2 separate regions of the Gossypium hirsutum genome follow, and region 1 is linked to region 2. A link is a contact called in public Hi-C data. All regions are on one chromosome and are shown on one strand. The core of a region is the stretch at or near the end of the contact, and the rest is flanking DNA. Distances in the headings are between cores, read along the strand shown. Region 1 has its middle 28 kb from the start of LOC107932919. Region 2 holds the start of LOC107932930 (receptor-like protein kinase HERK 1).

Region 1 (6,621 bases), core at 1,394-3,893, 80 kb after region 2:
TTATTAGTAAAAAGTACCAATATTACAACTATTTTGTAAGTTTAAATGCAACATATAAGTTTCATTTTAAAATTGTAACTATAATTAATTTCATATTTTAAAAGTAATTGTATTTCAATATTTTAATTTTAAAATTCTTAATTTTTAATTTATTTTTTTAATATTTTTAAGTCAGAAAATAAGATACTATTCTAAAATATAATTTTTAAATGAGAGGCCATATCAAAATTTTGATAAATTTTAAAGTGGATAGACTATATTGAAAATTTGATAAACTTGTAGGGGTTATCTATGATATTACTCCATTTTGGATTTGAGCATTTCAATCGTCCATTGCACAAAGAGGAAGATGGTGTAGGATATGACTTTCAAGTTGATTTTCCTTCCTTCAGCTCTTTTCATTGAAGTCGGATCTTGAGGGTGCCAATGCCAACTTTCAAGTCGGAACCATCCAGGTATCAACTTTCCAATTTTCCTATTCAATGTCGACTACTTTGCTAAATAATTGAAAACCAATATACTTTACAAAATAATTTTTTTTAACTCCTATATATGAAAAATAAAAGCCTGAGTTTCACTTACAAACACTTTTTTTGAATATGATCATTATCTAACTCCTCACCATGTTACTTTATAACCTACTTTTGACTTTAGGGGGACTATTGTTATGCCATACATGCAAAGCCCGATAATGAAAGGGCCCAAAGATGTTATCTTAAAATATTTAATACATAATGCCTAATAAACAAAGCTCTGATGCCACAAAGGATTTACGTTAAGCAATACTAACATTCACAAACTCTCAGCATAGTAACTAGACAAAATAAAAAGAAGAAACCAATCCCAAAATTGCTTGGGCTCTGAGGCTAAGAAAATAATGTGAGGGGTAAGAGTAAGGTAACTACAAAAATTAAAAAGGCCTTAAGGGTTCACTATTAATCACCTTCTACCTTTATTCATTCTCTCTGAACCATAACACAAACTTAAGCATCTGAGAGCCAACTTTAGCACCCTTCATAGCTTACATTCTTCCCTTTTTGTAGATTTCATCACTTTCACAACCCGGTTGCCAGCCGAAATCCTTATTGATCTAGTCAAACATTAATAAAGTACAATAAATATATAAATATAAGTTCGATCAATTATAATGTAAAATCCAATCAGTACAATGTACAACAAAAGAAGAATCGATCAAAGCCAAATCAATTTGAAAAGAATCTGACAAAATCTAAACATGACATATTCACCCACAATTTTTTAATATCTTATATGGACAAACAAAATTTAAAAACGTAATAGAAATTTTAAAGTCCTTAAATAAATAAATAAACCTCAGGATATATAAAACTTTCAAATATCTTACATTGATATAAAACGCAAGTAAACAAGAAGTTTAAAGTTCTAAAGGCAAAAGTAGCCTACGAAATTATGCTGTTCAATCAGAGAACCAGCAAGAGTTCCATGATTTTCGAAAAGACATTGAATTCAATTTGTCATTAAATTTCATTGGTTCACGGAGATCTTTTAAAAAAGTGATGTCCAATAAATCAGAGTTCGGATTATAAAGATAGATGTAATATCAAAGACAGGGCGTGACCACAAAGTAAAAACCAATGAACCCATAAGGGCCAAAGTTCAGTGCAGAGATTGGAGCAATGGCTGGCTTGAATTGACCATTTCATGCAATAGCAATGGTGTATTTAAGAGTAAAAGGGGGAAGGGGGTGGTTCATGGACCACTATGACTTGCAAACTAGAGACCAATGATTTATTGCTCTCATTAATAGCTTTGGGGCTGGCTGGCATTTGCTGTCACTGACCATGGCCATGGAAGGATTATATTTGCTGCTCATCTGATAATGAAGGATATTAAAATTTTAGAGATTTTTATATGTCAGTATTTGTGATTATTTTGTTTCAATAAATAATTATTTTTCAAAAATATTATTTTGTTTTGATATGTATAAGTTTGTTATAAAAAAATTAGGTTATTAAAGTTTCATGCCCAAAAAATAATTATAAAATATGAATATTGATATTAAAAATAAATATATAAAAAATTTCAATATGGATATCGTAAATTTGTTAAAATATTAAATATTTTTAATAATGTAAAAACATGATGATAAATTTAGCCATTAATATTCATATCTTTTGTCAATTTGACCATTATTTTTTAAAGTTAAATTTAGTCTCCAACTCTTTAAAAAAGTCAAATTTGACCATCAACCTTTTAAAAAAGAGTTGAATCATTATTTTTTAATAAAAATACTGACTAAAATATTAAAATTTTAAATATTATAACTTGCATGACAATCCACGTGTACCTAATGTTTTTTTAAATATTTATATATATACTTTTTTTGAATTTTTTATTTTTTAAATATTTTATAATTTTAAAAATTATTTGTTGGTGTGACTATATAAGACTATGCCAACTGTAGTGACAATTTTGGCCCGAGCCCGCTAAAAACCCCAAATATAAATATAATATGTACAAATAAATAAATAAATAAATAATAACCACAGTCCATTAATGTCCTATTGCAAGCCCAAAGACCCAAAACAGTCCCTCTGGCCCAAATCTAGTGGCCCAATACTTAAAATGAGCCCAAACGGCCCGAAAGCCAAGCCAAATTTCGGCAAACCCTAGGGCAAAGGTGTCCTCGCGCCGCAGCCTTCACAAGCAGCAACCACATCGCCCCACGCCCACCCTCCGTACGATGCCAGCGTCTCAGCAGCCAGCACAGCCCCGTACCCGAGCGCCACGCACCCTGTACTTGCAGAAAAGGGACAAACGCACAGCAAAACAAACAAAAACAACGAAGAACATTGTATTTTCGATTTTTCTTTTTTATGTTTACCCCATTCGGCTATAAAGCCAGGGGATTTAATCAGTTGTAAGGTTTTTTTTTACGCGCAAATATGCAACAAAAATCACGAAAGCAATACAAAGTAATAAAAAAGGTGACTTTCGAATCAAAAAAATCCCTCAATACTTTACTCCCTCCGTCTCTTTTTTTTTCTTTCGTGGGTTTGTGATTCTGGTACTCGAAAAAGAGAAAGGAATAAGAGGCTTACCTCGCGAGTTCGCCGTTAACTCCTCCTTGCTTCGCCGAAATCGAGGGCAGAGGGGTCTTGAGGCTGCAAATGCTCTTCAAAAGGCGTATACGCCGCGGTTGGGGACACCGGAGGCTAGGGCCAAATGACATGGCTGAAGGCGGCTATGGAAAATGGGTCTAGGGTTTGAAGGCTTTGAAAATTTGGTAAAATGGGGTTTTTATACCTGTGGGGATGACGTCGTTTGAGGCTTACTACCGTGGCCAAAAAAACGGCGTCGTATAAGCCTATTCGTCCGACCCGATCCAGTTTGCTGCCCTGATGACCCGCGTGTTTTTGCGGTGAGGGATTATTTTCCATATCAGTCCCTCCCTTTCGCGCCGCATTCAAATCAGCCTATGTTTGTGTTTCGTTTTTTTTATTAATTTAGTCCTGTAATTTACACGCATTTGCAAATGGATCCGCGCCTAAACGCAGCATTTTGGGATCTGGTATATTGCCAGTTTTAGTCCCTAGATGTTTTCGGGCATTGACTATTGGTCCTTCATTATTTTTGTTTATTTTCAAATTTACCTTGTGTGTTTTAGTTTAATTTTAATTAGGTCTTTTTATTTTATAACTTTATAATTTTTTTATTTATTTACTTGTATATTTTAAGCAACTTTGATAATTATTTTTTTTAGTATTGTAGATTCGTTTTTTGTAATATCATTATCATACTTTGTACATCTTAAATGTTTTTTTCTTTCATGTTATTATGCATATACATGTTTTATAATAAGCTAATGTCACTTCATACATATAATGTTTTTTTATTCTAACCATATATTTTGGCATGTATTCTTGCTATGATAATATGTTCAGTATATATGCTTGCATAGAATTGTTTTTTTTACTTACTTATATTAGCACACATGTTTGATTTTTATACATTAATTTAAGCCTACGTATTATCATTTTTACGTTATCTTATATATATATATTTGCTTTTAAATTTATATGTATCATTAACCCAAAGCCATCTGCTTCATAAAATTATTTTAGACATCACCCATTTCAAAATTCTTCTTGTACAGACATACGAATATTGAGATGTAGGTTTGATTCATATATTTCCTTAAATCCATGTGTTTTAACATATATTTTTGCTATTCTTAAATCCATGTGTTTTAACATATATTTTTGCTATTTAAATATGCTTGGTACATGTGTTTTGAATAAAATTTAAGTTGTTTTATATTTATTTACATTAATACATATTTTTGATTTACGTACATTATTAAACCCATATTTTATATACATAGTCTTCTTTATATAAGTATGCTTTTAAGTCCATCATTTGCAATAGGAATAATTCGAACTTGAATATGTTTCTATGGTATTTTTTTTATAAGCAATTATTTCTAATTTATATACATATATATATTTTAATTTGTGATAAAATCAACCCAATTTTTTTTATATATATAACTCATATTTTAATTCCATGTTATATTGTATATAATTGCTTCAAAATTCGTTCATACACATATAAGTATTCTTAACTTTCCTCTTATAAATTATTTCAAACTCAAGCATATATTAGTTGATTGTTAGTCCATCATTTTTAGTCCACTATTTTTGTGTCGTGTTGATCTTATATCGTTTGGTATCCCATGTGTTAATTATCTTCATGAAATTTCTTGTATATTTGCTACATCATGCTCGCTCATTTTCATATGTTATCACATCAGTTATTCCCCATGCATGATTGTAATCGGATTATGTTCTTTAGGTAAGTTATATTTTTTAGGGTTCGTTAATCGATTGTATCTCATGCATATATATAGCCCCATATCATCGTTTTCCACTTAGTTTTTGAAATGTGGTTCTATATAATCCAGATTTTTATGATTAATTTCGAAATATTTTAAATTGGATTAATACGTTTTAAGCTAGTTTTATAAGTATTCATTTAAAAATTCTTTAAAACGAAGGCGATATTCGATTCATGGCAATTCGTGGAATCGTGCCCTAACGTGTTGGGTTGCAATTTCTCGTTTGCTCAAAGTAATCGAAGGTCCTTTTAGAATTTCACCCATGTCTTTTAAAAGTCCCTTAAACGAAGGCGATATTTGATATTTGGCGACTCGCGGAATCGTGCCCTAACGTGTTGGGTTGCAATTTAGTGTTCGCTTAAAATAATCAAATATCCCTTCAAAATTTCACTCATGTCTTCTAAAGATCCATTAAAACGAAGGTAATATTCGGCATTTGGCAATTTGGGAATCATGCCCTATCGTGCTGGGTTGTGATTTCTCGTTTGCTCAACACAATCGAATATTCCCTTAGGTTTTCACTCATGTTTATTAAAAATCTTTCAAAACGAAGGCGATGTTCGACGTTTGGCGATTTGAAAATCGAGCCCTATCGTGCTGGGTTGCGCTTTTTCATTTGTCCTAAATAATCGAATATCTCTTGGGAATTTCACACGTATTTTCTAAGGTAAGGCTATGGTCAATGTTTGGAAATTCGAGGAATCGTACCCAACTATGCTGGGTTTCGGTTTTCCGTTGGACTAAATAGTTGAGCATCCTTTTGCGATTTTCGAATTATAAATTTTCGGACGTCGAAACTAGAAGATTTTTGGCAACTAACTCGGGTTATTCAAATGTTATTAACAAGAACCACATTTCAAAAACATTTTTAATTTTAGACATAAGGACAGTATTTAATCGATTTGGTAACAATTTTGGGCGTAATGAGGGTGCTAATCCTTCCTCATACGTAACCGACTCCCGAGCCCGTTTTCTCATATTTTTGTAGACCAGAATCGTTGTTTTAGTAAACCAAAATGTTTTATTAAAATAACCAAATTCTTAGGTGACCCGATCACATCAAAACAAAAGGATCGGTGGCGACTCCATATTTCTGTTTTTCAAAAGTCGATTCCCCCATTTTTTTGAACTTAAAATTTTAAATATAGTGGATGGTTTCGACACCAACCCTACCAACATTGTTAAAAAAAATTAATGTTTTATTTAGCATTTTCGTTTTAAAAAAAGTAATTTGACTCTTTTGAAAGGTTGAGGGTTAAAATTAGTTAAAAAAAAGAATAATGATCAATTTGATAAAAGATAAAAATATCGAGAATTAAATTTATGATTATGCCTAATATAAAATATAAATGTATATATTAAAAATAAACAAAATGATATTTTACAAATTTAAGTTGTTTATTTTATAGTGATATGTTATGTGGTAAATGAAATAAAATTACAAGAAATTTTATAAAATCACATCTATAGGTGGAATATGAATAGATAATATCCCTTTTCAAAAATTGTAATCAAAATTCTGAAATTCTTCCTTATTTTTACTAAAACAAGTAAGATCATTTTGAAAATTGAAAACATTAGCAGTAATGAAATTTCTTTTCTAAACAAATAATTTATTTTTATTAGGTGATATCATTGATTCACTTGGATTAAGTTTTCATAATTGAAAATTTTCGATTGTGTTTGATAACCATATTAATTTTTTTAACAAAAAGTGTCAAGAAAATATTAAATTAATATTATTT
Region 2 (6,218 bases), core at 3,196-5,695:
GCAATATTTACATCACTAATAACACCATGTTTCTTCTGGAACAAAAGAGAAAGGAAGTGTATGATATTATCAAATATTTACTTAGGTGCCAACTCATTTACTGTCCGATCATGAACATCATTATAGTACTGGTGTTTTTGTTTTCCTTAATTTTGTCAATCGAAAACATAATTAACATTACTGATTTGTCTTGAGGCTCCTGGAATGTTCATGGATACTTCTTTTCAATTTTATAAGAAATAATTGGTAAGCAATAAATATGTTGCCATTGACCCTTTGATGAATCTTTTATCTACAAGTGAGGTGGTTACCTTGTATGCTATGGTTCAAGATATTCGAATATGAATGTGAATATGATTCTTCAAATATTCCAGTCGGAGTTACCTACAAGGTACCTGTAGAAGCTTTGAAACTAGTCTTGTTTTAAGCAGGCTTACATCATGAAATTGCTCGTTTCCAGCCTATTCTAGTCCCAAGTTTGGGCTGGATCCACAAAAATTTAAGACAAATTGGTGCATGCATGTGCATTCATGCTCCACCCATCATTTGTTGCTGTTGATGCTACTGCAGCCTGCTCTCTAATGGGTAATGGATTAAAGAGTGCTTTGAGAAATTAATTATTCTCGAGTGATGGTTATAGCAAATATACTAACTGGCCCGTTTATTGCCAACAGACTTTTATTTTGTTCTAATAATGTTTTTGAGTGCTTTTTATGATTATAATCTCTTCCAATATGAGAAATTCAAGGGTGATAGAGATTCATAAACAAATGAAGCATGGACTCAATGATTCACTCGCTGATTTACATCAATGCTGGAAGGAAAAAACGTAGGATGCTTCAAGCTAAAATCATGCATTGTCTCTTAACAGGCCATCAACCAGGAAGAACAGTTTTATCTCATGTGTTCATGTTGATGCAGAAAGATAAAAGTAATAAATTATACCAGAACTGTGGAGAATGGAATAAGAACAAGAAAACGACCAATCACTGTCGACCGATTAAAGTAAGATGTGCACCTTAATAGCAAATCCGAAACAAACAAGCAACGAGAACATTCTTAAAGCTCTCATTAAGATCCCCAACCCTGCTGTACATGAAAGAGTTCACAAAATACACGTCCACTTTAGAACAAAGCTTATGCCTGGTTTGTTTGATGACTAACCAAAGAGACCACATTATGGTGTATAGCATGACGAACCATTCCACCAAGCTTAGGTGGACCGGAGAAAACCATGTAATCTTTGGCCCATAACATATAATTCACCTGCCTTCAGACTTCACCAGCTGTGAGAACACTTTACTCATTGAAGCACCTGAGAGGTCATCCACACTTGACAACACAAACTGTTCAGAAGAAACTGTTGGATCAAGCTGACTGAAATTGTTAATTTGTGGAGAAAGTTCACCGATCATGTTCGTACTGTTCTTTACAGCCTCCTGAAGTTGAAGAGCATACTCCAGATTCCATAAAACATCCCCCATGGAAGGCCTGTCAACACCGAAATCAGCTAAGCATTTCTCGGCAGTTTCTCCAAACTTCCTAAGAGAATCAGGCCTGATCTTTCCTTTGAGATTAGAATCAATTATTTGCACCAACTGTCCTCTTTTCTGCCATTTCATTGCCCATTCAGCTAGATTTACCATTTCCCTTGGAAGAGTAGGATCTATTACTGGTCTTGCACAAAGAACTTCAAACAAAACCACTCCAAATGAATATACATCAGATTTTTCTGTCAGTTGTTGCCTTCTGAAATATTCTGGATCAAGGTATCCAAAACTTCCTTTCACGGCTGTACTGACATGGGTCTGATCAATTTCAGGTCCTGTCTTTGACAGCCCGAAATCCGCAACCTTGGCCATGAGATTCTCATCAAGTAAGATATTCGCGGACTTCACATCACGATGAATAACTGCTTTCGCATAGCCTGTGTGAAGGTAATGGAGTCCTCTAGCTGCTCCAATGCATATTTCAAGCCTTTGTTTCCAACTTAAACTTGGATGGCCCGAACCATAGAGATGACTCTTGAGTGTACCATTCTCCATATATTCATAAATCAAGATCATCTCATTCTTTTCATCACAATAACCAATTAAAGAAACTAAATGGCGGTGACGGAACTGGGATAGCATCTCAATTTCAGTCTGGAACTCAGCAAGTCCTTGTTGGGACTGGGGATTTCCCCTTTTAACTGCAACTTTTGTACCGTCATTCAGTTCTCCCTTGTATACCTTACCGAAACCGCCAATCCCAATGACCAAACTTTCATCAAAATTATTGGTGGCTTCTTGAACAGCCAGAAAAGGAATGTGATAGCCAGTATTCGAATTGAGACTAGCAGTTGTTCCTTCGGAGTATTTGCTCCCTATAGTGTGGGAAGTTCCTCCATTAGTTGAAAAAGGAATCCATGTCTTCGATTGCCTCCGGTGTGCCACACGTCTTCTTTTTCTACAAAACATAAATAGAAGTCCTGCCAACAGCAGTCCAAAAGCCACCCCAACACTGGCACCCACTATGGCACCAACTTTCTTCTTTGAACTTGAACCAGAAGTATTGGCAGTTCCCAAGCCAGTAAGACTGCCATCAGAATTGTTCAATTTCATGATTTCAAGCCCATTTAGTATGGCATCAGGGTAAGCACCACGTAAATTTGATGGACCGATGCTTACTCGAAGCTTGTTCATAGTAGCTGAGTCTGTAACAAAATCCATATAATATGCAGCAGCCAAAACATTACCCAAATAAGCACTCAGATCAAGGTCCCTCACAACCATTGAGGAGTCGATGAAAACATTGAAATAGAGCTGGTTAAGAGAAGTGCTGACAATATCACAAAAATGAAACCTAACTAGATGCTGAAAACCGGGATCCACATTGAATTCCCAGGTCACATTGAAGTTGCTATTGGGGTCACCTAAGGAGTTCATCTTGGTGCAGCTACCATAAACAGAAACTGGAGCAATCTCTGGTGTTGATCCACCATCAACATACTTGACAGCTCTAGTATTTGATACAGTTGATGCAAGATTCTTTTCTATAAGGAAACTCTGATCAGGCACCCATGTTCGATGAAGGGTATCGTTCTTGAAGGACACCATAGGTCCCCCCATATTCACCCTAGCAACCGTCTCCAGTGCCTGCCACATCAAGCCTTGGAATCCCACTGATGATTTAACAGTACGGGCGTGGTCTGGAATGAGCTGATCAGGAACTGAAACAACTTCCAGGGCATTTATAAAAGCAAATGAATTCTCTGAAGGAGTGAATATGATGGCAAGGCTATCGGTGGTGATATTAACAGAGAATTCTTTGACAAGATGAGCTCCAACACTGAAACTGCTGAGAAGGACATGGTTTTCAGTGGAAACATCGAACTTTGCCGAACTCATATTGTAAGTAGCATAAACAAATGGACTGAAATAAAGGCGAATCCAGAGTCTCCCCCGTTGGCTGATTGGAAATGTATACTTAGAAACACCGGTAAAGATTCTAGCTGTTTGATAGAGCCGTGAAACGGCAGAAGAGATGATTGATTTCGAAGTGTTCCCAACAACACGTTGTGGTGTAGAAAGGAGTTTAGAGGCTAAGTCATCAGCCATGAAAACTCGACCACCCACTGTACTATTAGCTAGTGATCCACAATCAATAAGGTAGTTGTCTGCTGGTGTAAACCCTCTAGCAAAGCATTGAAAACATAAGACTGAAGAAACCCAGATGAGCAATTCAATTATCTTACAACCCATCTTTTCAAATCCTAGCAAGTAACAGTAACACCAAAGCTTTGAATCTTAACAGGAACTGAAATCCTGGATTCTTACATAAACTACAAATGGATTAATAGCAAACAATAATAGAAATTAAAGAAACAACAACTAAGAGATCTGAATTAAAGACAAAAGCTGGAACAAAGAAACAGAAAGAGAACCGAATCAAAGAGATGAAAAGATGAAACCTTTGAATTTTAGATGAACCAGACTCAAAAAATCAAATCTTCTATGCAGCCGTAATGGAAATTTGGCAGAGTTTTCGTTGCAATTTCCAATGCAGATAGAGCAGGGTGCATACATAAGCGGGTTTAACTTCAAACTAGATTACAACGTCTCCCACTTAATTGTTTCTATTTTTTTTTCCCCATTTTGGTTCATATTCTTAAATAAACAGAACACAAAGAGGCTAAAGGTGGTGTAACAAAAATACGAATAAGCAGAACAAATAATAAGAAAAACACTGTTTAAATGTCTAATTTCTGGTTTGGTAAATCAACGATAGATGTAAAGTGAATACAATAAAAACAAAACAATAACATGCAGAAGAGATAAGAGCAAATTTAAAGTTAGGAAATTTATGGAGAGAGAGGCGTCTTTATGGGTTTTAATGACGGTGGGTAGAAAACAGAGTTTTAAGTTTTCTAGTAACATAAAGGTTATTTACTCTCCATCCTGCTAGTTGGGGGTGGTTTTGAGCGGTGACTGGGGAAAAGCAAATGCCTTCCTCTATAAACTTTAAAGTCTTTTTAAGTTTTAATGGATTGATGTCAATCTCTTTCCTTTTGTTTAATAATTGATATCAAATTTCAATAAATAAATTGAAACTGAAAATTATAAGAAATGAAATAAAACGTTTTGTGGGAGGGTTATGTAGCTACGTAAAAATTTATTTTGGTTGTTAATTGAGACGATTTTTGAAAATTTGAAAATTAATTTTCGATTTTATTAAAAAAGGGGAGTCGTCACTAATCTTTTCTTCTAGATGTGATCGGAAATCTAATAAATCTTCTTTTTAGAAAAAAATATTTTTGAGTAAAAAAAAGGTCGAGTTTAGGTCTACGTCAAAATCCAGAAAAAAATAGGATTCGGAAGTCAGTTACGCACGAGAAAGGTATTGGCACCCTCGCGACGCCCAAAATTGGTATCCCTTTAAACACGCGTTGTCTTTAATTTCAAAAAAAAAATGAATTCAATTTAATATTTAATCATGATCCTATTGAAACACGAGAATTTTGAAAACACGAAAATTTTGAAACTTGAAAATATTTTTTTAAAACCCGAGAGATTGTGAAAACACAAAAATTCTTGAAAACCTGAGAATCTTTGAAACCTGAGAAATTAAAAAAAACGAAAATTTTTGAAAACACGAAAATTTTTGAAACCCGAATTTTTTTTATAAAAAACACAAAAAATTTACAACACTAGAATTTTGACAAATTACATATCCTCATCTACATTTTGAAAATAAAATTTGATCACTTACCAATAATCACTAAAATAATTATCCTATTTCAAAACACGAGAATTTTTAAATTTTTCGATTTTTTTTAAAAGGACGTCCCATTTTTAACACGAGCCAATGATGTTCACCCAACATAGCGATGAAATCAAAGACTTAATGTTAAATCGACACGTTGCCTTATTTATTGAAATTAATTAAAAGAAAATAAAAATATTTCTAAAATAAAAAAAACTAATAATAACGTTGCAATAATATGTGATCTAAAATATATATTAAATTGGAATGGGTAAATAATAATAAAAAGGGTAAGAATATACCGAAGCCCAATGTTATGGGTTACTGAAATTAATTTCTTTTCTCCTCGGGTTGCTGAAATGGACCTTTGTTGGTGATCGTCACTGGATCAGATTGCCGCAAATAGGGTCGGGTTGACCCAGCTATTTTAAAATTTATTTTCGTCTTTTTTAGACTAAATTTTTGCTTGGCCCACATAAAATTTACATAAAGACAAAAGATTCAAATCATTTCAGCCTATTACAAAATAATCTCAGCCCAACTAACTTAATATTTCAAACCAAACTAAACCCAACTCACTAATTTAAAAAAAAAATAATACAAACCAACCCAACTCACTAACTTAAGAAACCCAACACAACCAACTCAACCCACTAATTAACCCAAACCAAATTTAACCCATCAAATCTAACATAAACCAAGCCATTAACTAAAATATTTCTTTTTTTCAATACTAAACCCCCTAAACAAACAAGTTTCCAGCAGCAAACAAAGAAAGAAAAAAGATATCCAAGCTTCAAGCAGCCGAACCCCTTCTCCTTCTACCGTGCACGCCACCAATAGCCATCGTGTGCGCCGCGTGAAATCAAGCTACAGGTAGTTGAGGTTTGGATTTCGGGGTGGCTGATAATCGATTGGCTCTGCTATTTGGAATGGGTTTCGGTTTGAGAGCTTGGTTGTTGTGTTAATGGTGG

Evidence for each region. Hi-C and Micro-C count contacts between places; a contact is called where the count stands out from the background.
Region 1: a contact with region 2 is called in a Hi-C map of leaf, with 4 times the contacts expected there. The contact joins the enhancer-like site here to the promoter of LOC107932930 in region 2. A contact is called at or near these places in 7 of 34 Hi-C or Micro-C datasets (callus and leaf).

The regions. Positions count from the first base shown.
Region 1 is chrA07:16,352,683-16,359,303 of Gossypium_hirsutum_v2.1, forward strand. No RefSeq gene overlaps it. Among protein-coding and RNA genes, the nearest start is that of LOC107932919, 28 kb to the right of the region's middle. Within about 2 kb of position 2,644, at least 9 of the 9 cell types and tissues checked have an H3K27ac peak or open chromatin away from gene starts, as enhancers often do. A contact at or near this core is called in leaf, where this site is marked.
Region 2 is chrA07:16,270,682-16,276,899 of Gossypium_hirsutum_v2.1, forward strand. It overlaps LOC107932930 (receptor-like protein kinase HERK 1), which reads right to left and starts at 4,446. Exons shown (of 1, transcript XM_016865052.2): 1 at 839-4,446. The coding sequence starts at 3,743. The coding sequence ends at 1,263.